2 separate regions of the Arachis hypogaea genome follow, and region 2 is linked to region 1. Evidence: chromatin contacts called from public Hi-C data. All regions are on one chromosome and are shown on one strand. Each heading gives the region's core, a stretch centred on a gene start, on an enhancer-like site or on the middle of the called end of the contact. The rest is flanking DNA. Distances are from core to core; before and after follow the strand shown.

Region 1 (6,176 bases), core at 817-3,316:
AAATTACAAAACAATATGTACTTAACAAAAAATCACTAAATTTTAAGAATAATATATTTCATTTTTCTAATCATGCTTGCAAAAAATTGTATCAAAATTCAATCTCTAGTTTATTTTTTGAGAAATATATATTGAATGTTAGTTTTTTTTTGCAAGATTATCTAATATTAAATATATATTTCTCAAAAAATACATTAGAGATTGAATTTTCATACAATTTTTTGTAAATATGATTAGAAAAATGAGATATTATTATTCTTAAAATTTGGTAATTTTTCCATTAAGTAGGTATGTTTTTTGTAATTTTTTTGTTAACAACCAATAATATTTTTAAAAAATCACAAAAACATATATATTTAGAAAAAACCACCAAACTTTAAGAATAATAATATCTCTTTTTTTAATTATTCTTGCAAAAAATCACTTCAAAATTCAATCTTTAAGGCATTTTTTCAAAATATATATTTACTATTGGACATTTTTATCGCATTTTAAAATTATTTAAAGGCATTTTTATCGATAGTAAAATTCAGCTACATTTTTGTCAGCGTTTGAAAAATTTGGGAGCATTTTTGGTAGTTAACCCTATATTTATATGGTGGGCGGTTCAGTCTGTTAGCCCGTTTTTGGGCCAAAAACTTTAAAATTAGTGTCAAAAATTATATTTTAATTATTTCTCCTCTTCTAAATTATCAATTTTAATTTCTTAATTTATTTAATAATAATTAATTTATTGGTTAACTACTTATTAATTACCCGGAGTTTACATCCTATCCCCCTAATAAAATTTTTTGTCCTAAAAAATTTTGATCGCTTTACAAAAAGTAAGCGAGAACAGCTCCTCGTTATTTCCATATATAACACCTCACTCGCATCCACGAGATGCTCTTTGATTCTTGTCCACACCAAACAATTGATATTAAGGTGATTAGTTTTAATATCTCAAATTCAATGCTTCGAATATCTAAAAGTATACTCATGAACATTTATGCACTATATATGTCAAGCAGACATCTTAAATAGCATGTACATATAGTCAGAATATGCTCAAAAGTGGTTTATTAAAATTTACACACTACATCAAATCTTAAAGGTATCATTTAACCAATTATAAAATTAGGGCAGAATCTAATAATAGCAACATGAACAAACACGGAGAAAGTGTTTGTTGTTTTGTTTGTTCGGAGAATGAGGAAGAAGATGGGTAGATCTAGTGGAATGGTAGATTTTAAAACTGTGGTGGTGATGGTTTTGAAAGGTGGTGGTGATTTTGGAAGAAAGACAAGAAATGAAGAGAAAAAGAGAAGGGGTATTTATGGAATTATAAATAAAAATTTAACGATTGGTCATTTTTGTTAAACAAAATTTATCTTGTATGGGTATAACTTTAGTTTTAATTTTTTATGATTAGTTTTGTCAGCGTTCAAATCTTTCATGGTCAGAAATGACTATTTACTCTAGAAAATATAAAGTATTTTTTGATAAAAAATAATGATATTTTGATATTTTATTGATATTATAATATAAAATAAATTTTTAATGTCTTTTTTAATTATATAAAATATTTAAAATATTTTTTATTTTAATAAATAATAATATATATTATTTCTAAACTTATTTCAAGAATACATGTTAATAATATGACTGAACACGCTGACAGATGATGTTATTTATGTGTGCTCAAGTGTGTTCGGTGAAAACTTTTCTATTTTTTATTAAGACGCGTTTAAATACAATAAACACGCATATCGAATAAATGTTGTGTTCAAAATGTATCCGAGATGCGAACATGATAATTTAGCAAAGTATCTATATTTTATAGAAAAAAAAAAGAGAAAAAATAAACAAAAGAAAACAATAGATAAGTATGGTGGGTGAAAGAAGAAAATAATTGACACCATGGAATAAATAACTTTTTTCCTGAAGAAATGACTTAAATTATACAAACAAAAGGTGCAAATTGTATTGTATAATACAAAGGAGACAATGAAATTAATGTAGCCAAAATAAATAGTTCAGCTTACACTGAATAAAAGTATCGACATTAAAAGTTGTTTTTTATTTTTTATGTTTTTTAAAAAAGACAAATTGGACTGCACCCAGCGACCAAGGAAAATCCGGCAGTTATATATAATATGAGATTGGTACTAATATTATAGAATTTAGATCTTTTAAATTTTAAATTTTTATTTTAGAACCTAAAACGTGATCTTTTATTTTTGAATAATTTTTTTTTATTTTTTTTATTTTTTATGGGTATCATCCTATAAAATAAATAGTAAAAGATCATATTTTATTCTTAAAAAAAATTCAAAATTTAGAGGATGTTAATCTAATATTTTGATCTGGCTTAGGATTTGCCGATGATGGCATGTAGCTTCACCTTGGCTTTATTGAAAATTATGGATTCAAATCGCTGTAGTAGTTTGCTGTCACAAATCACAAGGACAAGCATTTCTCTTTTATTTTCATTTTTAAGTGCTCTAGATGAAGATGAGAGTCATTATATATGTCCGCACTCCACATTTGACGTTTTAAGCATACATGAATTACATAAACGTTAAGAAGTATTTCCCCATCTTCTCTTTATATTTTATTTGATCATCACTTCAATTTCATTCTCGCACAGAAGAAAAGAATAAATAGACCTCTCCTCTCTTTCTGTGTGTGTCTCAAACATGGCTTCATCTACGACCAACAACAGCAAAGAGATAGCCGCAGAGATTCCCACTGTGGTGAGGGTGTACAAGGATGGCACCGTGGAACGCCTCAGAGAATCCCCGTTTGTGCCACCCTCCCTTGACGACCCACAACTCACTGTCTCCTCCAAAGACACACTCATCTCACACGAACCCTCCATCTCCGCTCGCCTTTACCTTCCAAAACACACTCACAACAACAAACTCCCCATCTTGGTCTACTTCCATGGCGGTGGATTCTTATTTGAATCCGCTTTCTCTCAATCCTACCACTCCCACTTCAACTGCTTTGTCTCCCAAGTTGATGTCATAGTTGTCTCTGTAGAATACAGGCTCGCACCGGAACACCCTCTCCCAGCAGCATATCATGACTGTTGGGCTTCTCTTCAATGGGTTGCCGCTCATTATTCCTCTCCAAACCCACCCAACAAGGAGCCATGGTTGATCAACCACGGTGACTTCAGCAGAGTTTTCCTAGGAGGTGATAGCGCTGGCGGGAACATCGTTCACAACATGCTTATGCGTGCTGGCTCTGAGACTTTACCTGCTTCTGTCAAAGTGTTGGGTGCTTTTCTTTCCCATCCATTCTTCTATGGTTCACAACCGATCGGGTCAGAACAGGCTATTGCTACCCCCGACTACATGCTTAAAGTTTGGAACTTCGTGTTCCCTTGTGCCCCTGGTGGGATTGATTGCCCTATGATCAATCCAATGGCTGATGGGGCACCAACCTTGGCTGGACTTGGATGCTCTAAGATGCTGATCTGTGTTGCCGGCAAAGACAAGTTAAGGGACAGAGGAATTTGGTACTACGATGCTGTCAAGAATAGTGGCTGGCTTGGAGAATTGGATCTTTACGAGGAGACTCAAGAGGACCATGTTTATCATATCCACAATCCTCAATCTCACGCTGCCTTCAATTTCGTCAAACGCTTGTCCTCTTTCCTTCTTGGATAGAATATAGATCGATCAAGTCAATAAAGAATATGAATTACGGTGCCGTCTGTGGGGGGGCTACACTAATTCGCTGGCTATAGTAGCTATAAATGGACAGCCAATTGAATTGAGACATGTGACCAAAGGGATTGTTTCACCTGCTTAGTTTTGGTTTTTAAATATAACTGTTAAAGTAATTATCATAAAACTTGATGCAACTCACTTTATCAATAAGGTTTATTTTTTTCAATAGCAATTATATCATTCTTTAATCGACTTGGATTAATCGCATCATCAAATCACTCATTTGTTTAACGGGCCTGCTACACATACAAGCCTACAAGCATACAAGTTGGCCCAACTCAAAGAGAACTCACGCGCATGAAAAGAGATAACATGGCGCGTCAAAATCACGCACTCAACACTCGAACGGTTACGTATGGCAGACTCTTCCACTTCTTCCACTTCTTCCATTTCTCAAGGCGCTTTGAAAACAAGGAAACCCTCCCATTTTCGAGCGAAAATCAAAGTTCAAAATATAGAAATCGTTGTTCGAAAATTCCATCAAAACACCATCAAACTCTCCGTGAAGAATCTGAAGAAAAAACAAAGCAACAATACTCAACGTAAGTCCATTAAGATTCCTGTATATTTTACTTTTTCTTCTACGTCGTTCTTCTAGGGATTACTATTATTCTTGCTTCTTTGTTACACTGTTCTAAGTTCTACGTCGTTCTTCTAAGTTCTACGTCATTCTACGTTGTTGTTCTAAGTTCTCCTGCTATTTTTGTTGATTTTTGGGGGGTTTATTCCGTAGATTCGGGGGTGTAAACTGCTTAACCTTGTAATGTGGCTTGATATTGAAGCATGGTTGAGTGATATCTGACTGATATCTATATGGATGTATCTGAATAATATCTATGGGTGTATCTCACTGTAATCAATGGGTGTATCTTGTTGATATCTTTGGGTGTATCTGACTCATATATATGGGTGTATCTTACTGTTATCAATGGGTGTATCTTATTGTTATTAATGGGTGTATCTGAGTCATATATATATGGGTGTATATTACTGATATCTTTGGGTGTATTTTTAGTTTTAGAGAAAATGGCAGCAAGAAACCAAACAAAAGACCTTAAATGTGCCACACATCTCCTGAATGATAAGTTCAGAAACATGACTGAGGAGAAGAAGGCGATTGTGAGGGATCTTGGATTCGGTGGGTTGATGCACATCCCACCATTAAGGATGGAACACCAACTTTTAAGGGAGCTGGCAAACAACTTCAAACTTGGGGAGAACAGACTGAAGACAGGATATGGTTCTTTCCAAATAACCCAAAAAAAATAGGTGATGCGCTTGGCATCAATGCAACAGGTAATTAGCTCAAAATTATAGGTGTATATTAAGTTGTTGCTTGGGTGTATATTAAGTTGATGCTTGGGTGTATTTGAACCGACTTGGATGCTTTGTTGTCTTCCTTTTTGTAGGAAATCTATTTCCTGAGAAAGTTGAGTATAAGAAACTTTCTGATGATGACAAAATAATTTATAGAAGATTCCAGGGTAAGACCCTCAAAAGTCTTATCGATGAAATGATGGAAATCGGCGTTGGCAACGAAGAGGAACGCCTGATGTTCAAGAGGATATTCATCCTCTACATACAGATGGCGTTCCTTTTGCCAACGACGATAAACAAAATATCGCCCGTGCACCTGGCCCTAATTTTTAAGATGGACGGCATATCGGAGAGAAACTGGGGGGGCATGTTTTGACCTTCATGATCAAGGGCATCACAGACTACCAGGAGAAGAAGAAGAAGGCAATTAATGGCTGCCTCTTCGCCCTGATGATAATCTACTTTCATCTTTCAAAAAACAAAGGCAAGAACAGGACTGAAAGACCACCAAAGCCCTGGATTGCCAACTGGACTAAGGAGCAGTTGGTGGAAAGAATGACCGCAGAAAGAGAGGAAATTTTGGTAAGTAAACATAATAAGTTGGGTGTATTTCATTTACCCGAATGCTGCTAACTAAAATATCTCATGTTTCAAGGGATTGTGAAGATGGCAGAGACAAGAGAAAAAATGAAAAAAAAATAAAAAAAAAACAAGAAATAAAAAAAAAATAAAAAAAAGGAAGGCGAGCCCAACATCGTCTTCGCAGACAGAAACTACTGACAGTGACACTTCTACCTCTGAGTCTGAGGCTCAAGAAGACTCAGAGGATTCGGGAAGAAAACACCCTGGCAAAAAGGGGAAAAAGTAAGTACCATACTTGGGTGTAATTTCTTTTTCGGTTTGGGTGTATTTTGTTTGTCCACGTTGGGTGTATGTAGCTTATTAAGCAGGGTGTGTTTCGTTTGCTGCGTTGGGTGTATATTGTATATTTAGTTGGGTGTATCTCGTGAATTCATTTGGGTGTATTTTTAGTATGTTCTAAATGACAATTGTTTGCCTTCTAGAATGGACTCAAGAAAAAGAAAGCAGAGGCAAGAGGAGTCAGATTCTGATTCAGAATCTGAATCTGAACCAAGTGAT
Region 2 (5,753 bases), core at 1,697-4,196, 84 kb before region 1:
CAGAATTTTATTTTATTTTTTCTAGTATTTTCATATAATCTCAACAGGCTGCTTGCATTTGATTATTTTGGTTCTAAACTTTATTTCTGTTTGTTTTTTATTGAGGATAGATGGTATTGATTAGATTCAACTTGAGGTTGAAATTTTTAATACATGTATTTTTGTATTGGGCATGTGAACTTTTGATATTTATTCTGTATAAAGATGATTTGAATACCTTAGCGATGGGGTCTAGTTATAACTTAGAACCTTGGTCCAGATCTACTGCCTCTATTTCTTGTCTAAATAATTTAGAATAAGATGCTTCTAGAAGTTAGAATCTGAGATCATATACTTTTCTTCCTTTTGCAGGTCTATTTAGGAGAGCAATATGTCAACAATTCTACCTTGTCCGATGTAACATTTTTGGTTGAAGGTTGATTCTTTTCATCCATGCTGCATCTTTCTTGAAACTATTGCTTGAAAAATAACTTGATGGAATGTGGTGCTGTAGATTCATTGGTATTTGTAGTTAACTGCTACTTTCATACTTAACTGCAGGCAAACGGTTTTTTGCTCACAGAATCTGCCTGCTTGCATCTTCAGATGCATTTCGTGCAATGTTTGATGGTGGTTACAGGGTGAGCTTATATTGATCTCTACTAGCAAGCCATGTATCTTATCCTTCCCCAACTCTGGACAATACTCCCAAGATATAAAGAAACCAAAAGCATGCACTCTCTCTCCTCAGTATTACAAATTTTTTTGTCCAAGAAAAGAAAACACTGTTATTGACCCACATGATTTTCACGAGACTTTATTCTCATATTAAAATTAGTTGAAAACTTTAGCTGGAGATTTGGCTAAGCTTATTTTTTTAGCAGGAAGTTATAGATTTACGTACATGACATGCAAATGTTTTATTCATGGCAGGAGAAGGATGCAAGAGATATTGAGATTCCAAATATTAGATGGGAGGTCTTTGAACTGATGATGAGGTCAAATATGTGCTTTGCTCTGTGTTTTATGGTCATGATGTGTTTTATTGAAAAATTAAATCTTAATTGTTTAATCTTGGTCCAGATTTATATATACTGGGTCAGTTGATGTCACTCTTGATATTGCCCAAGATCTACTTCGAGCGGCTGATCAGTATCTTTTAGAGGGACTTAAGAGACATTGTGAATACACCATTGCACAGGTCAGACTTGATATCTATAATTGGATTTGTTGCACACACACATCTAGTGTATTGCACTATAACTTAACTAATATTCCACTGGAAGGTAGGTCTCTCTTGACTTTTGTTTTTTTGTCTCAGGATATATCACTAGAGAACGTGTCAAGTATGTACGAACTTTCAGAAGCTTTTAATGCTATATCATTAAGGCACGCATGCATCCTTTTTATCCTGGAGCAATTTGATAAACTGAGTGCAAGGCCAGGGTATCTACCTAACTCCTTCCAATCCTTTGCTCTCTTTTTTTCCCCCCCTAGGTATTCCTTCCTCTTAGTGGTTGACACTTACCATAAACCAATAGATAGGGTTAATCTGGATTAAACATATAGATGTTAAGAATCATGTTTGAGACTTCTAGGTTCTATGGCTACTATGTTGCGAGTTTGTTAAATATATATTTTTCTTCTTCTTGACTTGTGTTTAGGTAGGATTTGACAGTAAAACTAGAACTTCTGTTGAAATAAGCTGGATAAGTGTTGGCCGGTCAATTATAGCAATGGGTGTCTGGAAACTAGTTGCGGACTTACTGTCAAATTCTTTCTCTATAAAAGTTGGAAAAATTGCTGCCGTATATATATATATATATATATATATATATATATATATATATTCATTGATATTCACATTTTCTATCGCATTGCATATGCCATAATTCTTGAGATTCTTAAATTTCTGTTTGCACCAACTATTTGCAGACACACACTTCTGATTCAGCGGATAACTCCAGAGATCCGGAATTACTTTGTTAAAGCTCTTACCAAGGCCAATTCCAACACCCAGCTGTAGTATGTGTTGTTCTACTATTGACATCTAACCGATTGTAATGTACAGAATGTGGTAGATGTTCTTCTTTTCGTTGAAACCAGCAAAAGAGGTCTCCCATTTTCGTTGCAGCATTGCTTAGAGAAATATCTAACACGGCCATGCATGTTCGTTTCTGATGTAGTGTAAGTCCCTGTTGGTTGTAACGTCATTGTTATAGATGTAGCAGATATGACCTTCACGAACATTGTTTTTTCTCATGCAATATTGTGATGGTTATGGCTTCATAGTTCTCTTTCCCGATTGATTTTGCATTACGATTGTTATGATTGTAGGTTTGCCCAAGCACTTGATGTATATATAGCATTTAGTTAGTTGTCTGCAAGAGGTTGTCTGGGTGGATAATTTACATCGTACGAAGTCATTAAATCTTGTCTTCGTACTTGGATATGTTGTATATGTTGCAAATACTGTTAGAAGATAGACTCTGAGAGAGAGAGAGAGAGAGAGAGAGAAAAGATTAATTGCTTGGAATGGAAGCAACAAGCTTAGCTTTGATCATGGAGCTTTCAACTATATACAACAAACTGTTATAACTAACGCTGCATCCTAACAGTAACAGAAAACTAACTTCTTATCTTAACTGGTTGAGTTAGTCCCTTTATACATCAACCTAATAAATGCAATTAAGTGAATCAGTAAGCTAATATCTAATAAATACTTCTCTGTAAGGGCTAGATTACAATACATGTTAAATGCTTGTACCAGGGCATGCTATTTTTTTATTTGGTCAGATATTACCAGGGCATGTTAAGTGTTTCTGAAATCGGTCTGCCTTTCTTATTTCATCATGATGCTTGACGATAATAAGCTTCTCTTTTTTTGTTTGGACAGGGCTTGACGATAATAAGCTAACCCTTTAAAAAACTAGCATGAATCTAATATCTGGTTGGAATTCCTATGATCCACGGGCCTTGCCCACAGTGATTTGGTTTCAGCGATAAAAAAAATGCTTGCCAAGTGCCAACAACATATTTTAATTCTAAGAATAGAATAATTCAAAATTATTTTATTTATTTATTTATTTATTGTCCCTCAAATTTTTGTTCTCTATTGTAATAAAGCATTTCTTTAACTATTCTATATTTCAATAATAATTGTTAATTTTCCTATTATGGAGTGAATTTGTTATACTTCATATGGAGATCTTATTACCCATTAATTTTGGAAAAAAAAACTATGATGCACGGATATTGATATGGACACGGGACACAATACGACACAAAACACGAGACACATGGATATATGAATTTTAAAATCTTATAAAACACGGAAACACGATATACACACATAATAGAGTAAATAGTTATTTTTGACTATGAAAGATTTGAAGTTTGAACGCTGACAAAACTGACCATGAAAAATTAAAATAAAAATTATACCCGTATAAGATAAGTTCTGTTTGACAAAAATAACCAATAATTAATTTTTTGTTAATAATTCTGTAAATACCCCTCTCCTTTGCTCTCCCTTTCTCATCTTCCTTCCATAACCACCATCACTTCCACTGCAAAATCCACTGGCCTACTAGATATACACACCATTAACAATCCATGGAATTGGAGAGCGAGAAGTGGAAAAATACACTACAAGAAAAAACGTTGAATACCATCGGGTTTAGCGTTGGCTTTATTGGTGGATTTACCGGTGGTTTAGGTGTCAAATTTGTCAGGTCAAATCATTACCGGTAGATTTTCTTTTTCGACGGTAAATTCACCGGTAATAATTGGAGGAACAAAGGAAAAAATAGGCGTGAAATTTAACATGGAATTTACTGGCAGAAAAATTAGCCGGTAAACCCAATTAGTGGAACGCTGCATTTTGGTGGCTCGCAATACGGTACTGTCGAATTTATCACTTGCCCTAAATTCAAAATGCAAACCTTTTCCCTTCATTTTCGAAACTCTCTCTCTCTCTCTCTCTCTCTCTCTCTCTCTCTCTCTCTCTCTCTCTCTCTCTCTCTCTCTCTCTCTCTCTCTCTCTCTCTAACCTTCTCCTCTATCTTTCTCTATTCTCTCTACCTCTAGCATACCTTTTGGCCACCCTCTGCCAGTACCTGCCATCTGCATTCTTCTTCAAAGACTTCATGGACTTGCCTTGATCTTGTTTTGTTGCCTGAAACAGAGCTTCTCCCTCTGTCTTTGCCGTCGTTGGTACCGCTGCCGTTGCTGCATCTTCTGTCGCCCGAGCTACGTCTCTCCTCCCTCTTCTAGGTAGGTTGCCCTCATCTCTCTCCATATTCTATCATCATTTTTACTTCATTTTAAATAAGAAAAATCTAACCCCTTTTTAAATCTTAATCCTAACCCTGTTTTTACTTTTTTCAGTTGGCTTTATTTTATTAATGCGTGTTTCTGTTTTTTTCCTTATTATTATCATAATAAATTTCATTTTAGTGTTCTTATTCATTGACATGAATCTAAGTAAGCTATTTGTGTGCTGTGGCTTTTTGGGCAGCTCATCATCCTAATATTAATGTTGCTGTTGAGTTGCTTAGATATGCTTTTTTTTGTCATTTTTATTAACTATTTGCTTATTTGATTATTCTAATTTAGTTGTGTTAAGTTTTTTTTGGTCTATTTCTAAATGTTGTATAGGTATCGTTGAATTGAATATTGAACCATTTGTTGAAGATGAGGGTACTGGCGAGTTGTAATATGTTCAGGTAAATGGTATGTAATAATACTCAATATGTTAGGTTTTTTAGTTCAATTGACAATTGAAATTTTGGATATGGAAAGATATATGAATGGTTCTTTGTTGCTATTGAATTATGTTATTTATGTGAAAAAAGTTGAATTGATATTATTTTGTTGACGGAGTTAAATAAATTGTTGATAATTTATTTTTAGCATACTGTTTCAGGAAATGTTCATGTTACTTTAGTTTGGAATTCAAGAAATAAAAATTCACCTAATTCAGACAAATGTGAGCTTGTTGCTTTCTTTTTTTTTTAAATGACATAAGTTAATGTTGCTATAAAGATTAACATTGAACATTAATTTATTCCACATTTGTATGTGGTCACTATTAGATCTTGAAACACTACTTGATTAGTGACTCCTTCATTAGTGACTCCTTCATTTGCAGAAGAACAATTGCATATGAGTAATAATATAATATCACAAAGTTAGTAAATTAGATATAGAAAAAGAATTAAATAAAAAAAACATATTCATGATGCCTTATTTTAATCCTCCTACATACAGTTCATACTATTACTTACTAGAGAGTAAGTTAAGGAGAGAAATGAAACTTTATTTGGTTGGAAAGAAATAAAATAGAAGTTTTTGATTTTCTTTTTTATATTAGAATATAAGTGTGATTTAGTGCTGTTGTTTGGTGTTAAGATTGCAAAAAAAAAGTTATCATTTAAGGAAGTGTTGTCATTTATTTTTTTTTTAAAAAAATTTAAATTTAAGTTTACTGTTGAATTTATCGGAGATTAATCCGACAGTAAATAATTACCGACGAAGTTTATACCGTCAAATTTTCTTAGTAAATCTACCAGTAAATCCGATGATATTCAATATTTTTTTGTAATGATAATACTAATAACAATTCCTTTTCTTTTAGGACTCTAGAACAAAAGCAACAAATACATATCGGTGATCAATAATCATCCAAAATCAAATACAACGAAAATCTCCATGGAAGTTCAAGGCATCTATTTCCGATTTGTTACCACTTATTGAGTCATCATACCAACCAG

Evidence for each region. Hi-C and Micro-C count contacts between places; a contact is called where the count stands out from the background.
Region 2: a Hi-C map of leaf shows a contact between it and region 1, with 2.4 times the contacts expected there. The contact joins the enhancer-like site here to the promoter of LOC112801251 in region 1. A contact is called at or near these places in 2 of 8 Hi-C or Micro-C datasets (both in leaf).

What each region holds. Positions count from the first base shown.
Region 1 is chr5:37,178,312-37,184,487 of arahy.Tifrunner.gnm2.J5K5, reverse strand. It overlaps LOC112801251 (2-hydroxyisoflavanone dehydratase), which reads left to right and starts at 2,066. Exons shown (of 1, transcript XM_025843884.3): 1 at 2,066-3,885. The coding sequence starts at 2,679. The coding sequence ends at 3,656. It overlaps LOC112799658, which reads left to right and starts at 6,079. Exons shown (of 7, transcript XM_072238090.1): 1 at 6,079-6,087. The coding sequence starts at 6,079.
Region 2 is chr5:37,263,999-37,269,751 of arahy.Tifrunner.gnm2.J5K5, reverse strand. It overlaps LOC112801252 (ARM REPEAT PROTEIN INTERACTING WITH ABF2), which reads left to right. Exons shown (of 20, transcript XR_011882001.1): 14 at 352-415; 15 at 541-620; 16 at 913-977; 17 at 1,063-1,180; 18 at 1,301-1,425; 19 at 1,915-2,166; 20 at 2,876-3,153. Among protein-coding and RNA genes, the nearest start is that of LOC112801252, 7.9 kb to the left of the region's middle. Within about 2 kb of position 2,946, at least 1 of the 3 cell types and tissues checked has open chromatin away from gene starts, as enhancers often do.